Regions from separate parts of the Sus scrofa genome. Here region 2 is linked to region 1. Evidence: chromatin contacts called from public HiChIP or PLAC-seq data. All regions are on one chromosome and are shown on one strand. The core of a region is the stretch at or near the end of the contact, and the rest is flanking DNA. Distances in the headings are between cores, read along the strand shown. Region 1 overlaps ARIH2 (E3 ubiquitin-protein ligase ARIH2). Region 2 has its middle 7.5 kb from the start of NICN1.

Evidence for each region. HiChIP or PLAC-seq counts read pairs in DNA pulled down with a chosen protein or histone mark.
Region 2: an H3K27ac HiChIP or PLAC-seq map of alveolar macrophages shows a contact between it and region 1. The contact joins two enhancer-like sites. A contact is called at or near these places in 1 of 5 promoter capture datasets (fetal liver) and 1 of 2 datasets of contacts at active chromatin or transcription factors (alveolar macrophages).

What each region holds. Positions count from the first base shown.
Region 1 is chr13:31,580,663-31,587,325 of Sscrofa11.1, forward strand. All of the region lies in intron 3 of ARIH2 (E3 ubiquitin-protein ligase ARIH2), which reads left to right. Among named protein-coding and RNA genes, the nearest start is that of ARIH2OS, 13 kb to the left of the region's middle. Within about 2 kb of position 3,114, at least 5 of the 83 cell types and tissues checked have an H3K27ac peak or open chromatin away from gene starts, as enhancers often do. A contact at or near this core is called in alveolar macrophages, where this site is marked.
Region 2 is chr13:32,011,397-32,018,059 of Sscrofa11.1, forward strand. No RefSeq gene overlaps it. Among named protein-coding and RNA genes, the nearest start is that of NICN1, 7.5 kb to the left of the region's middle. Within about 2 kb of position 2,840, at least 8 of the 83 cell types and tissues checked have an H3K27ac peak or open chromatin away from gene starts, as enhancers often do. A contact at or near this core is called in alveolar macrophages, where this site is marked.

The DNA of each region.
Region 1 (6,663 bases), core at 1,864-4,363:
AATGAACCCAACTAGCATCCACGACATGGCTTGGATCCTGAGTTGCTATGGCTCTGGCGTAGGCTGGTGGCTACAGCTCTCATTAGACCCCTAACCTGTGAACCTCCATATGCTGCGGGTGTGGCCCTAAAAAGACAAAGACAAAAAAAAAAAAAAAGATTTTTTTAAACTTCAGTGCTGAACTGTGCTGCTCCCTTTCTCAAGCCTGGTTCTCCTCAGGTAAGGTTAGAGAAATAAACTGGTTCTTCTGAGTGGTTTTTTTTTTTTTTTTTTACTACAGTTCTTGTTTTATGAATTGCTGTATTAACTGTGTTAGAGCTGGGAAAATGTTCCCCAGAACAGTCAATTCTGCCACCATCTTGCTTGAAATTGTTTAAGATCTAGTGCTTGCCATTCAGCAAAATGTGGCTGGAAAATATCTCACATTCTTTTGGAGATAATTTTTCCCTTTTGTGGATGAATCATGAATTTTCAGGACTTCTGACTCCAAGTGCAGAAGTCTTCGTAGTCCCTTGATCAAAACAATGTGGTTTCTATACATTTGTCATTTGTAACATGAACAGTTAATATCCTTAACCAAAAAATACCTTATATTTAGCCTTTCTCTCAAGTGACTAGATTTTTGGAAAAGACTTATTTATTAAATCAACTTTCTGGTATCCTGGGATAGCTGAATTTTAAGATTGTTGTACTTATATGTTCATTAAGTAACCAAGTAATGGTTGTTTGGTTTTTCTTTTTTCTTCTTCTCTCTCTTTTATTTTGTCTTTTGTGGCATGTGGAGGTTCCCTGGTCAGGATCGAACTCTAGCCACAGCAGTGATAATGCCATCCTTAACCTGCTGAGCCACCAGGGAATTCCATAATGGTTGTGCTCTATTCATGGGAAACTATCTTTAAGCTGGGCCTAGTAACACTAAATGTTTGTATGCTGAGTAGCCATCTGATTTCTATTTTTATGACCTGATGTCAGGTTTCTTTGCATGCCTGTATTCAGTAGAATAGAGATTAAATTCCTTTGTTTCTAATAGTTGGTTTTTAGTGGATGTATTGATATACTTCACCATACTTTAGTCTGGAAGTCTGATGTATGTTTTACTGGCATTATAAATTTTATTTTTAAAAATGAGGTGAGAAATATCCGGGAAGACATTGCGAATTGCTCTAAGTACAGCTAGTGCCGGAGTTACCCCTGTCTTGCCAGCTTAGAAATGCTATTGTTATCATTGACTTTGTGTGCTCACTGTGTGCCTGGCACCACATACAGCATGCTCACTGCCTTCTAGAAAATAAGCTCTTCAGATGCAAAGCAGACTTTTATTCTAGTCTTTTGTTGTGCTCTCACACTACCTTGAGAACCATGTAAATTTACCATTCTGTCCTAATCCTGAACATATTTATATTTAAATTTTCATTGTTGTCATGTTACTACAGTTAAAGAAAGAGTATCATTCATAATTCCATTAACCTAAAATAAAAGTTTTCTTCCTGCTATCCTTCAGGTTTTGCCCATATTCATAGATAATGTTACTCTGCTGCAATTCATTCATTCATTCAACTAGTATTTATTGAGTACCTGCTATGTGCCAGGCACTGGAAATATAGCTATGAACAAAATAATCGAAAATCTATGCCTTGGGCAGCAGTACTTTCTAGTAATCGTGTATATGTATTTATACTGGTTTTTTTCATATGTATTTCAATCATTTCCATTTGTTTCTACTTCATCATAAATTATTTTATGTATAGTACACCATCTTGTTCTTGAACTGTGACTTGCTCAAGCATTCCCCATTGAGCATTTAGGTGAGTATTTATGTGTTACAGTTGTTTGGAGACTGGTTATATTTTGAACATTTTGATGGATGTGGCCTTTATGTCTGTTGAGCCTGGACTAGTAGTCAGATTAACTAGATTCCAGTTCCTTTTCTGCTATTTAATATAATATGACCATGGGTAGTTTCTCAACATCTCTAAAATTATTTTCCTCATCTGTAAAATAGTGATTATGGAGTTCCTGTCCTGGCTCAGTGGTTAACGGTCCGACTAGGAACCATGGGGTTGCGGGTTTGATCCCTGGCCTCGATCAGTGGATTAAGGATCTGTCATTGTCATGAGCTGTGGTGTAGGTCACAGATACAGCTTGGATCCTGCATTGCTGTGGTTGTGGTGTAGGCCGGCAGCTACAGCTCCGATTGGACCCCTAGCCTGGTAACCTCCGTATGCCGCAGGTGCAGCCCTAAAAAGACAAAAAGACAAATAAAATAAAATAATGATTATAACCTTATTCACAGTGTTAAATGAGGTAAGGCATGTAAAGTGTTTGTCACAAGAGTGTTCAGACATGGTCATGATGGAAGCAGGGCAAGAGTTGAGTAATGAGAGTGCTGCTTTCACATGTTTGCTGTGGTTCCTTAAAACACATTCTCAGGATTTTGTGTTTTTCATTTTTTAAAGTTTTGTTGAAATATAGTTGATTTACAATGTTGTGATAATTTCTGCTGTACAACAGTGATTCAGCTATACACGTGCACACATCCATTAGGATTGTTTGTTTTGAGTCAGAGAGTAATAGCCACATTGCAGAAGGTTCTGGGAGGTATATTACTAACTGATGCCTCTGAGTGTGCATGTGGTAGTTGGGTCATGTACTTTGGATTCTTTTGCCTTCATCCAGAGCCTCTGGTGTTCTTCTCCTGGGACCTACTAATAAGAGAAATAAAAATAACACAAATTGAATTTTGTATTGGGACCAGGAAAAGGTTATAAGGGAATATAGTCTGTTCCTACATTTCTGGTTAACTGCAGTGTTTGGTCTTCTATCTGCATTGACAGCACTCCTTAATGAGGTGCTTAGTTGATTTTGGGGTCCATGTTATTGAAGTACCTCCTTACTTTAACTTTTGCTCTGTCCAAATATTGTCCCCCTCTCATTTTTTTTAAAATTAGCTTTGTCTTTATCCTACTACTCAAAAATTTAAAGGATTAGATTTCTATACCCAAAAGAGGAAATAATTGTAGGACAGATTTGAGAAAGATATGGATAGAGACAGCAGGAAGCTTCTTAGCTTGCTCATCCTGAAATGTGGTCTGCCTGTGGCTTAATTACTTAAGCTGACATGAATTGTCGGAATTTGAAGCTTATGTTGTGTTCCTTTTTCTTTAAACTATCACAACCCTTTATAAACATGAAATGGTTTTACCATGATAATCACAAGTTATCAACCATAAACAGGGGAAAATATAGGCAAGAAGAAGAGGTTTGTATGGGAGATTTTAACAGGAGAACAGAGATGTTCTTATAGTCATGAACAAAGAGTGGTCTCTGTGTGGGAATGTTTGTTTTTCTCTCTCTCTCTCTCTCTTTTTTTTCCTTTTGGTCTTTTTAGGGCCACACCCTCAGCATTTGGAGGTTCCCAGGCTAGGAGTCCCATCTGAGCGGTAGCCTCCGGCCTACGTATGCCACAGCCACAGCAACACAGGCTCTGAGCCGCGTCTGCAACCTACACCACAGCTAACGGCAATGCCGGATCCCTAACCCACTGAGCGAGGCCAGGGGTCGCACCCTAGTCCTCAAGGATGCTAGTTGGGTTCACTAACCCCTGAGCCATGACAGGAACTCCAGGAATCTTTCTCACTTTCACTAGCAATTTCTTTCCTGCCCAATACATATTCTACCCACTCTCATTTCCTTTATCCCTTGTTTTAGATTTTTACTGATCTCTTCAGTGCTCTTACCATCATTTTCCAGTCTGTTGATAGCCTTGCCGCCTTTTATAAGAAGTATTCCAATGCCCAGACTTCATTCTCTGGATTCTCTGTCTGCATTGGTGATACCACCATTTACCAAGCCGGAAACTGAGGGTTTTCTCGACACCCTTCTCCTCTGAAGCCCTCCCAGATCCCAAGGCAGAGTTGGACACTCTTGCCTCTGTACCACTTTGTGCATGTTTCTTGGTATGTACTTAGGTTGTTTGGAAATTAGTTATTTGTAAGCCAGAGATTGAACTCTTTGAAATAGAGGTCCATTTTTTTTTTCTTTGTATAACAGCACCTAGCAAAAATGCCTGGTTATGTTTTGTTCTTTGTAAGTGTTGCTTACTGAGTATTGAGCTGTTTCAGCCCAGGCCAGTGATTGCAAAAATTGAGAATCTAACCCCAAAGCTCTACTTCTGTATGTTTGCATTTGTAAATAGAAGACATGCTTGTCAAAGGGCTTCTGTGAAGCCAGATGACTTTTGAGTAGAGAGGGTATATACAGGTGGTGGTTCCCAGCTTGGTGTCCATATCAAAATTAGTTGACAGTTCTTATATAGAGTTCCAAACTTCATGCAGGCGTAATAAAACAGAATCTTCAGGGGTGAGATGAGGTGTTTTACATTATATTCATGTGGAAATACAGAAAAATTGTGAAATGATTCAGGTTTTGGAAATGAGAGAGGAGTACATCCTTTCTTTGGCTGCTGAAATGTCCAACATTCAGAGTGTACTGGTTTTGTAACTAGAATGAGAGTAGGATGTAAATTGCCCACCAATATTCACAAATTGGATAAGTTTCCTATAATTTTTTGATGTCTAAATATAACTTCATATTTTATTATCAAGGTAAAAGTGGGTTCTTATGTCCATGTTGATAATGAGTGGCTTTGAGAATGACTAATAGTATCTGCAGTTATAATGTGAATGTTTTAAAAGTTTTTTATTTTACAATACTGTAGTAGAAAACGTCAAATCCCTGCTTCAGGATAGTTGTCTGCCCTCACATATGTTTGTTCCTTCTTCGTTTGTTATTGTTTTGGTATTCACATGTCTGTAAGAGTTTTACTTGTAATAGCCAAAAACTGGACACAACCCAAATATCCACAAACAGATGATTGAACAAATAGTGGCATATCTGTAGCAGCATACTCTCATCATTATAAAAAGAGTGGACTGATTATATAAATATCATTGGTAAATCTCAAAATAAGTATCCTGCAAGAAGGAACTCGGAAAAAATAAATTTATTATTGCAAGCGTATAAAATACTAGAAAATGCAAACTTATCTATTGTAAAGAAAAGTAAATTAATGGTTGCCTAGAGAGCTGGGGAAGGAAGGGAGAGATTATCAAAGGCCATGAGATAAATATGGAGATGCTTCTCCAGTTTTAAATACCAGGAAAATGAAAGTAAAGGGATATACATATTACAAATAGAACATGTGTCTGCGCGGGGGGCATATGGGACATCATTGCACATGGGAGCCAGTTTGTCCAACATGTCTTTGAACTGACAGAGACTAGAAAAGATAAGTGTGCTGCAAATGGAGGGATTAATTAAAGGTCTCTATGTAGAACCTGCCCCTACTTGGTCTTTGGGCAAAATAGTCTACTTATTTTTAAGAAATAGGATGCTGTTCTCTTGTGGCACAGTGGATTAAGGACCTGGCCTTGTCACTTCTGTGGCTTGGGTTGCTGCTGTGGCTTGAGTTGCTGCTTTGGCTCTCGTTCAATCTCTGGTCTGGGAATGTCCACATACCTTGGGCGCAGCTGACCAAAAAAAAGGAAAAAGGAAATAGGGTAACTGGGGAGAAATAGGGCCCTTTAGAGAATGTGAGATTTTGCTGTCCTCATTTGTCATTTTCGGAGGTCTTGAGTCTTTAGTAATAGTTATCTCTAGTCAATCACCCTAAAGAAAAGCCTGTCACTTGGCAGGTTTTCCTCACATACACAGAGTTAGGATGCCCCCCTTTTTTAAAATCATAATATTCCAATATGAGTGATCATTTTAAAGTACTCGGTGGCATTTAGTGTACTCATAATGTTGTGTAACCATTTTCTCCATCTAGTTCTAAAACATTTTCATTACCCCAAAAGGAAACTTGGTACCATTAAGCAATTACTTTCTACTCCCCCCACCATCCTGTTCCTGGCAACCGCTAATCTGCTTTCTGTTTTTCAGAATTTACCTATTCTCATATAAATGGATTTTGTACAATATGTGACCTTTTGTGTCTGGTTGTTTTCACTTAGCATAGTGTTTTTGAGGTTCATCCAAGTGGTAGCATATATTAGTATATCATCCCCCTTTTTGGGTGACCCTTCATTTTTTAATGTGAGCAGCTAACCAAGAATCATCAAACACTTGAGAAAAACATGCACAAAGAAAGAAAAACAGAAAAATTGACCTTAGCTGAAACAGACTGGTAGATAATTTAGCTTGTTTTTAAAAGTGCGCTATTTAGTATTTGCCAAGATACCCTAGAAGATGTGGCATCTGTAAAACAATCAGAGGAAAGAAAAAAAAAAAAAAAACAATCAGAGGTGCCATCAGGAAGAGGCAGTCAAAAAAGAGCCTGTGGAGATGAATTATGGGTTTTCCAAGATAAAATATTCCCTAGGTAGATCAGAAGATGAAATCAAGAAAGTCTCTCAAACAACATTGTAAATCAATTATAATTTAAAATTAAAAAAAAAACAAAACACCTCACTGTAAAGCCAAAATACAGGCAAGAAATGTATGGAAAAAAAGTGTCATGGAAGATCAGTCCAGAGATCTAGCATTTACTAGGTTTTGTGGAAAGTGAAAACAAACAAACAAAAATCCCCCCCCCCCGCCCCGCAGGCTGCATCTGAAGCATGTGGAAGTTCCCATGCTAGGTGTCGAATTGAAGCAGCAGCTGCC
Region 2 (6,663 bases), core at 1,590-4,089, 430 kb after region 1:
GAATAAAGACAATGTAAAATAAACCAAAATCTTCATACGGCAGGAACTTTGCTTTTTTAGGGCCACACCCACGGCGTTTGGAAGTTCCCAGACTAGGAGTTGAATTGGAGCTACAGCTGCCAACCTATGCCACAGCAACAGCGACGCCAGATCCAAGACAAATCTGTGACCTACACCCCAGCTCACGGCACCACCAGGTCTTTAACCCACTAAGCAAGGCCAGAGATCGAACCTGGGTCCTCATGGATCCTAATCAGGTTTGGTACTGCTGAGCCACAATGGGAACTCCCATTTCTTGGGATAGGTTGCAGACACAGTTCAGATCCTGTGTTGCTGTGGCTGTGGTGTAGGCTGGCAGCTACAGCTCTGATTTGACCTCTAGCCTGGGAACTTCCGTATGTCCAGGTTCGGTTTTAAAAAACAAAAAACAAAACAAACAAAAAATTATTTTTTGGCCATACCAGTTCCCAGGCCAAGGATGGAACAGGGAGTTGTGCTCAGGGTGCATAATCTTTAATTTACAGGTGATTGTGCTTAAGGTTCAGTCAAGCTGCAGAGATGCACAAGGAAGGGCTCTAAGCTTTTCAGTTTTAGATGATTCATTTTTAAGCTATTCATTTTTATTTTTATTTTTTATTTTTTTGTCTTTCTGTCTTTTTCTAGGGCCTCACCTGCGGCATATGGAGGTTCCCAGGCTACGGGTCCAATCGGAGCTGTAGCCACCAGCCTACACCAGAGCCACAGCCACGCCAGATCTGAGCCATGTCTGCAACCTACACCACAGCTCACAGCAATGCTGGATTCTTAAACCACTGAGCAAGGCCAGGGATCAAACCTGCAACCTTATGGTTCCTAGTCGGATTCGTTAACCACTGAGCCATGACGGGAACTCCAGCTATACATTTTTGAAAGAAGCATGAGAAATATAACCTTTCTCTTAGGTGTATAAGATGCCTACATTATTATGTGTATGCCTTGAGAGGGAACCAGGACCCTGCCCCAAGGCTGCACTATAGTTTCTTCTTTTCTCTTTTTTTCATCTTCTCCTTTCCCTGATCAGCAACTGTCTGAACCTACCCTTTGGAAGTCAGGGAAGGCCATGGAGGCTGAATGAGGCCCATTTCCTAAAAACAAGAAATGGGGGGAGTTCCCGTCGTGGCGCAGTGGTTAACGAATCCGACTAGGAACCATGAGGTTGCGGGTTCGGTCCCTGCCCTTGCTCAGTGGGTTAACAATCCGGAGTTACCGTGAGCTGTGGTGTAGGCTGCAGACGCGGCTCGGATCCCGAGTTGCTGTGGCTCTGGCGTAGGCTGGTGGCTACAGCTTCGATCCGACCCCTAGCCTGGGAACTTCCATATGCCACAAGAGCGGCCCAAAGAAATAGCAAAAAGACAAAAAAAAAAAGAAAGAAATGGGGGACACAGAAAGGCTTTTGTGCACAGGATTCCCCACAGGGCCCCATTCAGTTTCAACTCTTTCAGGCAACCAATTTCAAGAGTTGATATGTCGGGCGTTCCCTTGTGGCACAGTGGTTAACAAATCCGACTAGGAACCACGAGGTTGCGGGTTTGATCCCTGGCCTTTGCTCAGTGGGTTAAGGATCCCGCATTGCCGTGAGCTGTGGTGTAGGTCAAGGACGCGGCTCGAATTTGGCGTTGCTCTTGCTGTGGCTGTGGCGTAGGCCAGCAGCTATAGCTCCGATTGGACCCCTAGCCTGGGAACCTTCATGTGCCACGGGAGTGGCCCTAGAAAAGACAAAAAGACAAAAAAAAAAAAAAGAGTTCATATGTCAACAACAAGGTTCTACTGCATAGCACAGGGAACTATTCAATATTCTGTGATTAATGAAAATAATATGAAAAAGTATATAGTGCAATGGAATCACTTTGCTGTAGAGCAGAAATTAACACATTGTAAAACAACTAGGTCAATTAAAAAAAAAAAAAAAAGGAGTTCCCATTGTGGCTCAGTGGTAATGATCCCGACTAGTATTCAGACTTTGAGTTGCTGTGGCTGTGGCATAGGTCAGCAGCTGACGATCTGATTTGACCCTGAGAACTTCCACATACCACAGATGCAGCACCCCCCCAAAAATTATTTTTAATAAAACATTCTATTTAACCCAAAATATATGAAATATCATTTCAATATAAAACCAATATTTTATTTTATTTTATTTTTTATCTTTTTAGGGCCGTGCCCGATGCATATGGAGGTTCCCAGGCTAGGGGTCAAATCCGAGCTGTAGCCAGAGCCACAGCAACGCCAAATCCGAGCCTCGTCCTTGACCTACACCACAGGCCACTGCAACACTGGATCCCTAACCTACTGAGCAAGGCCAGGGATCGAACCTGCAACCTCATGGTTTCTAGTCAGATTCGTTTCCGCTGCACCACGATGGGAACTCCTAAAACCAATATTTTAAATGTTAGATAGTTTACATTATTGTCTACCAAATCTTTGACATCAGGTATATATTTTACATTTATAGCACTTCTCAATTCAGACTAGCCACATTTCAAGAGCTAAATAGTATTGTGTGTCTAGTGGCTTCCATTTTTTGTTTTGTTTTCTTTTTGTCTTTTTAGGGCCGAACCTGCAGCATAGGAAGGTTCCCAGGCTAGGGGTCGAATGGGAGTTGTAGTTGCCAGCGACTGGGGATCCAACCACAGCAACTGGGGATCCAAGCCATGCCTGCGACCTAAACCACAGCTCATGGCAACTCCAGATCCTTAGCCGGCAGAGCAAGGCCAGGGATCAAACCCGTGTCCTCGTGGATACTATTTGGGTTCCTTAACCACTGAGCCATGACAGGAATTACTAGTGGCTTCTGTATGTGGTAGCAGAGCTCCAAAATATAAACCCTGAAGAAGAGCTTGGTGTGTCTGGTTCCTGGTTAAATCCCCAGCACCTAGAACAGTGCCTGGTACGCATTTCATTATATATTCAATTAGTGGTTTTTGAATTTGTAAGTGAATGGAATGGCTTTGCCGCCCCTGGAACACTTCCCTAGGGTAGGTCCCAACCCTCGGAGAACAAACATCTCCTGGCAGGCAACCCTCAGACATAGTTTGGACAGCAGCACCACCTGCTGGAAAACAGAGAGTCACTCACTCAAGAGGATCAGGCTCCTTGATGGAAGGCTGAAGGAGGGGGCATAGGCAGAAGGGCTCTGGATGCCTGGAATGGTATTCCTTACCTGGGTCTTGGACCTTCAACTTTCCAAAAATCTTTCCTAGATCTTAGCTCCTAGTATCACTAAGGCAACTATCATATCAAGAATTCCAGGAGTTCTCATTGTGGCCCAGTAGAAACGAATTTGACTAGGAACCATGAGGCAGTGGGTTCAATCCCTGGCCTTGCTCAGTGGGTTAGGATCCGGTGTTGCCCTGAGCTATGGTGTAGGTTGCAGATGCCGCTCAGATCCTGCGTTGCTGTGCTGTGGTGCAGGCTAGCGGCTATAGCTCCGATTCAATCCCTAGTCTGGGAACCTCCATGCGCTGTGGGTGACACTAAAAAAAAAAAAAAAAAGCAAAAAAAAAAAACAACAACAACAACAAAAAGAATTCCATTAACAATCAAAAACAAGGAAACCATGCTAGGCTCCCTCTTCCATGGTTTACACCTGAATTCTTATTTTTTTTTTCCCTGTCTTTTTAGGGCTGCAGGTGCAGCATGTGGAAGCTTCCGGGCTATGTTAATTGACAGCTCACAGCAATGCCTGATCCTTAACCCACTGAGCGGGGCCAGGGTTCAAACCTGCATTCTCATGGATACTAGCTGGGTTCATTACTGCTGAGCCACAACAGGTACTCCCTGCCGTCTGATTCTTAACCCACTGTGCCACAGTGGGAACTTCAAGGAATACATCATCATACTCTTGCCAGGATTCTGCTAGGCCCTTGGTTAAAAGCCTCCTGGGTCCTAGTTCTTTTCTCATCTCCTACCCTGAAGATGGGTCCACAGTTGCTGGTTGGCGGCAGGAAGTGGCAAAAAATGGAGTTTGCTAGTAGCTCAGCAGTTAAGGATCTAGCGTTGTCACTGCTCTGGTTTCTGCTGTGGCAAAAAAAAAATTCTTTATATATATAATGATTTTTATTTTTTCCATTATAGCTGGTTTACAGTGTTCTGTCAATTTTCTACTGTACAGCATGGTGACCCAGTTACACATACATGTATACATTCTTTTTTCTCACATTATTATGCTCCATCATAAGTGACCAGACATAGTTCCCAGTGCTACACAGCAGGATGCTGTGGCAAAATTTTGTTCCTTGCCCTGGGAACTTCTATATGCTGCAGGCACAGCCAAAGAAAAAAAAGTGACTAACAAGGCCAGGCTCCACCTAGAGTTGGCCACACTAGGCAGCTTACCAAAAGCCCTGAATGGTATAAGAGGGATTCAATTTCTTTTTCTTTCTTTTTCTTCTTTTTTTGTTTTTTTAGGGCTGCACCCATGGCATATGGAAATTCCCAGGCTAGGTGTCAAATCAGAGCTGTAGTTGCCAGCCCATGCCACAGCCACAGCAACACCAGATCCAAGCTACGGTATGTAAGACATGTTTCTTTGAAAACTCCATCTAGTTCTTCTTTACTTTATCCCATCTTCTTGTCTTACTTGATCCCATCTTCCTGCTTGGAAAAACTGTCACAGTGCTGGTAAATGATTTAAGCTTAAGAACATAGATCTAAAGGCATAAGTGACTTAAGCTTAAGAACTGTTATGTGCCTAGAGGTCAGAGTAAGAGCTTAGCCTTTTACCACCTAAGTGGCTTTTTAAATAGTAAAAGAACTTATATAATAGTAAACAAACCCTGTATTATCCACCTATAGCCACTCCTCACTTGATCTCATCTAAAGAGCACAATAAAAGCAGTATGGTTTCTTGAGGCAGGGCTCTTGGCCCCTGAGACCTTGAGTCCCTCGGTTCCCACCTTTACTTAAGATAAATGTCTCTGTGTCTTGTTTTATGTTAACTTTTTTTCCTTAAGTTCCACAGCACCTGTTCTTCAGCCTCATCCTGCTGAGCTGGTCTCCGCAACCAACACCACAGCTTACAGCAACACCAGATCCTTTAACACACTGGGTGATGCCAGGGACTGAACCAGAGTCCTCATGTATACTAGTTGGGTTCATTACCACTGAGCCATGACGGGGGTTCTGTGATTCAGGATCAAGATGAATCCATTGGGAAGGCTGTGCTTGGTAGGTAGTGAAGGTTAGAAGGACATGAGATTCAGGCAGGACCCAGAAGCTTGGGAATGATTTGGATGCCCACACAGCAGTGATAACTCCAGATCCTTAACCCGTTGAGCCACCAGGGAACTCCAACACTTTTTTTTTTGTTGTTGTTGTTGTCTTTTTGCCATTTCTAGAGCTGCTCCCGCAGCATATGGAGGTTCCCAGGCTAGGGGTCGAATCGGAGCTGTAGCTGCCAGCCTACGCCAGAGCCACAGCAACGCAGGATCCTTTACCTCACTGAGCAAGGCCAGGGACCGAACCCACAACCTCATGGTTCCTAGTCAGATTCATTAACCACTGCGCCATGATGGGAACTCCAGCACTTTTAAATTATAGGCAAGATTGTGTGTGTAGGGAGTGTTTGTCTGGGAAAAGTGTCATTAGTTTTTTCAGATTATGGAGGTAAGAAAGGCTGGGGACAATGCCACAGGGAATGAAATCCATGGTACCGCTTTCCAGAGTTGGTTTTCAGAAACGCTCTCTGCTGCCTTCCCAAATGTCACCTCATAGCACCCCCATCTCTTTTGGGGCCTGCCATGGAGTATTCAGCTGTTCGAATCCAGGAGACTCTGTGTTCAATCAGGAGGGTGGCAGGAAATAAGACTTCCTCTGGTCCTTGGGGGCTGCTGGGTACAGCTGGGTTTGGAGTAGCTTCCTGCAGCTGCTGCGGACAGGGAGCCAAGGAATGCTTGTTTTTCCCTGGCTTTCCTGGGACCCGCTGTCCTGCTACAGAAGTCACTAGGCCCCACCAGGCTCCACTCTGGGCCTCACTCTTGGTACATTTTATCCCATTATGAAAGGAATCTGGAACGAGGTGACTCTAGTGTTGGGCAATGCAGGACCAGCAGCAGGCTGCCCAGCTGGCTTATCTTGTCAGTTTCCGTACCTCCTTCCCTGAGCTCCCCCTGCTGGGCCCCTGCTCCAGACCACTGTGCTCAAAGTCAGGCAAGTTCCAGCAAAGTCAATGATGCCTGGTCAGGGCCTGCTCAGGCTGTCACCTTTGCCCCATTCTTGTCCATTTGGCCAGGCCTGGGCATGCTCTGCTATGACTGAACCCCTCCTGGGAATTCCCCAAGCCAGCAAGAACTCAACAGCTCTCCTCTCAAAGACCCATCTTCAGTGACTCTTCCTCCAGTTGTTCTCCTTAGACCAGGCCCGACTGCCTGACTCCCCTACAGACACCTCCTTGTTTCCTTTCCCCGAGGAGCTGGAACCCAGGATTCTCTGTCATCCTGGCTGTGACTTTTAGTTCTCTGGCTTTGGCCTTCTTGCATGTCTGAGAAAAGAGTAGGTGCTCAGTAAAGAACTTTGTGCTTTGACTTGAGTACTTCCTTGTTTTCTACCCTGTTCCTTACCCTTTTATTTTTTATTTTACTTTGGCTATGCCTGGGGCATGTGGGAGTTCTCAGGCCAGGGATCGAA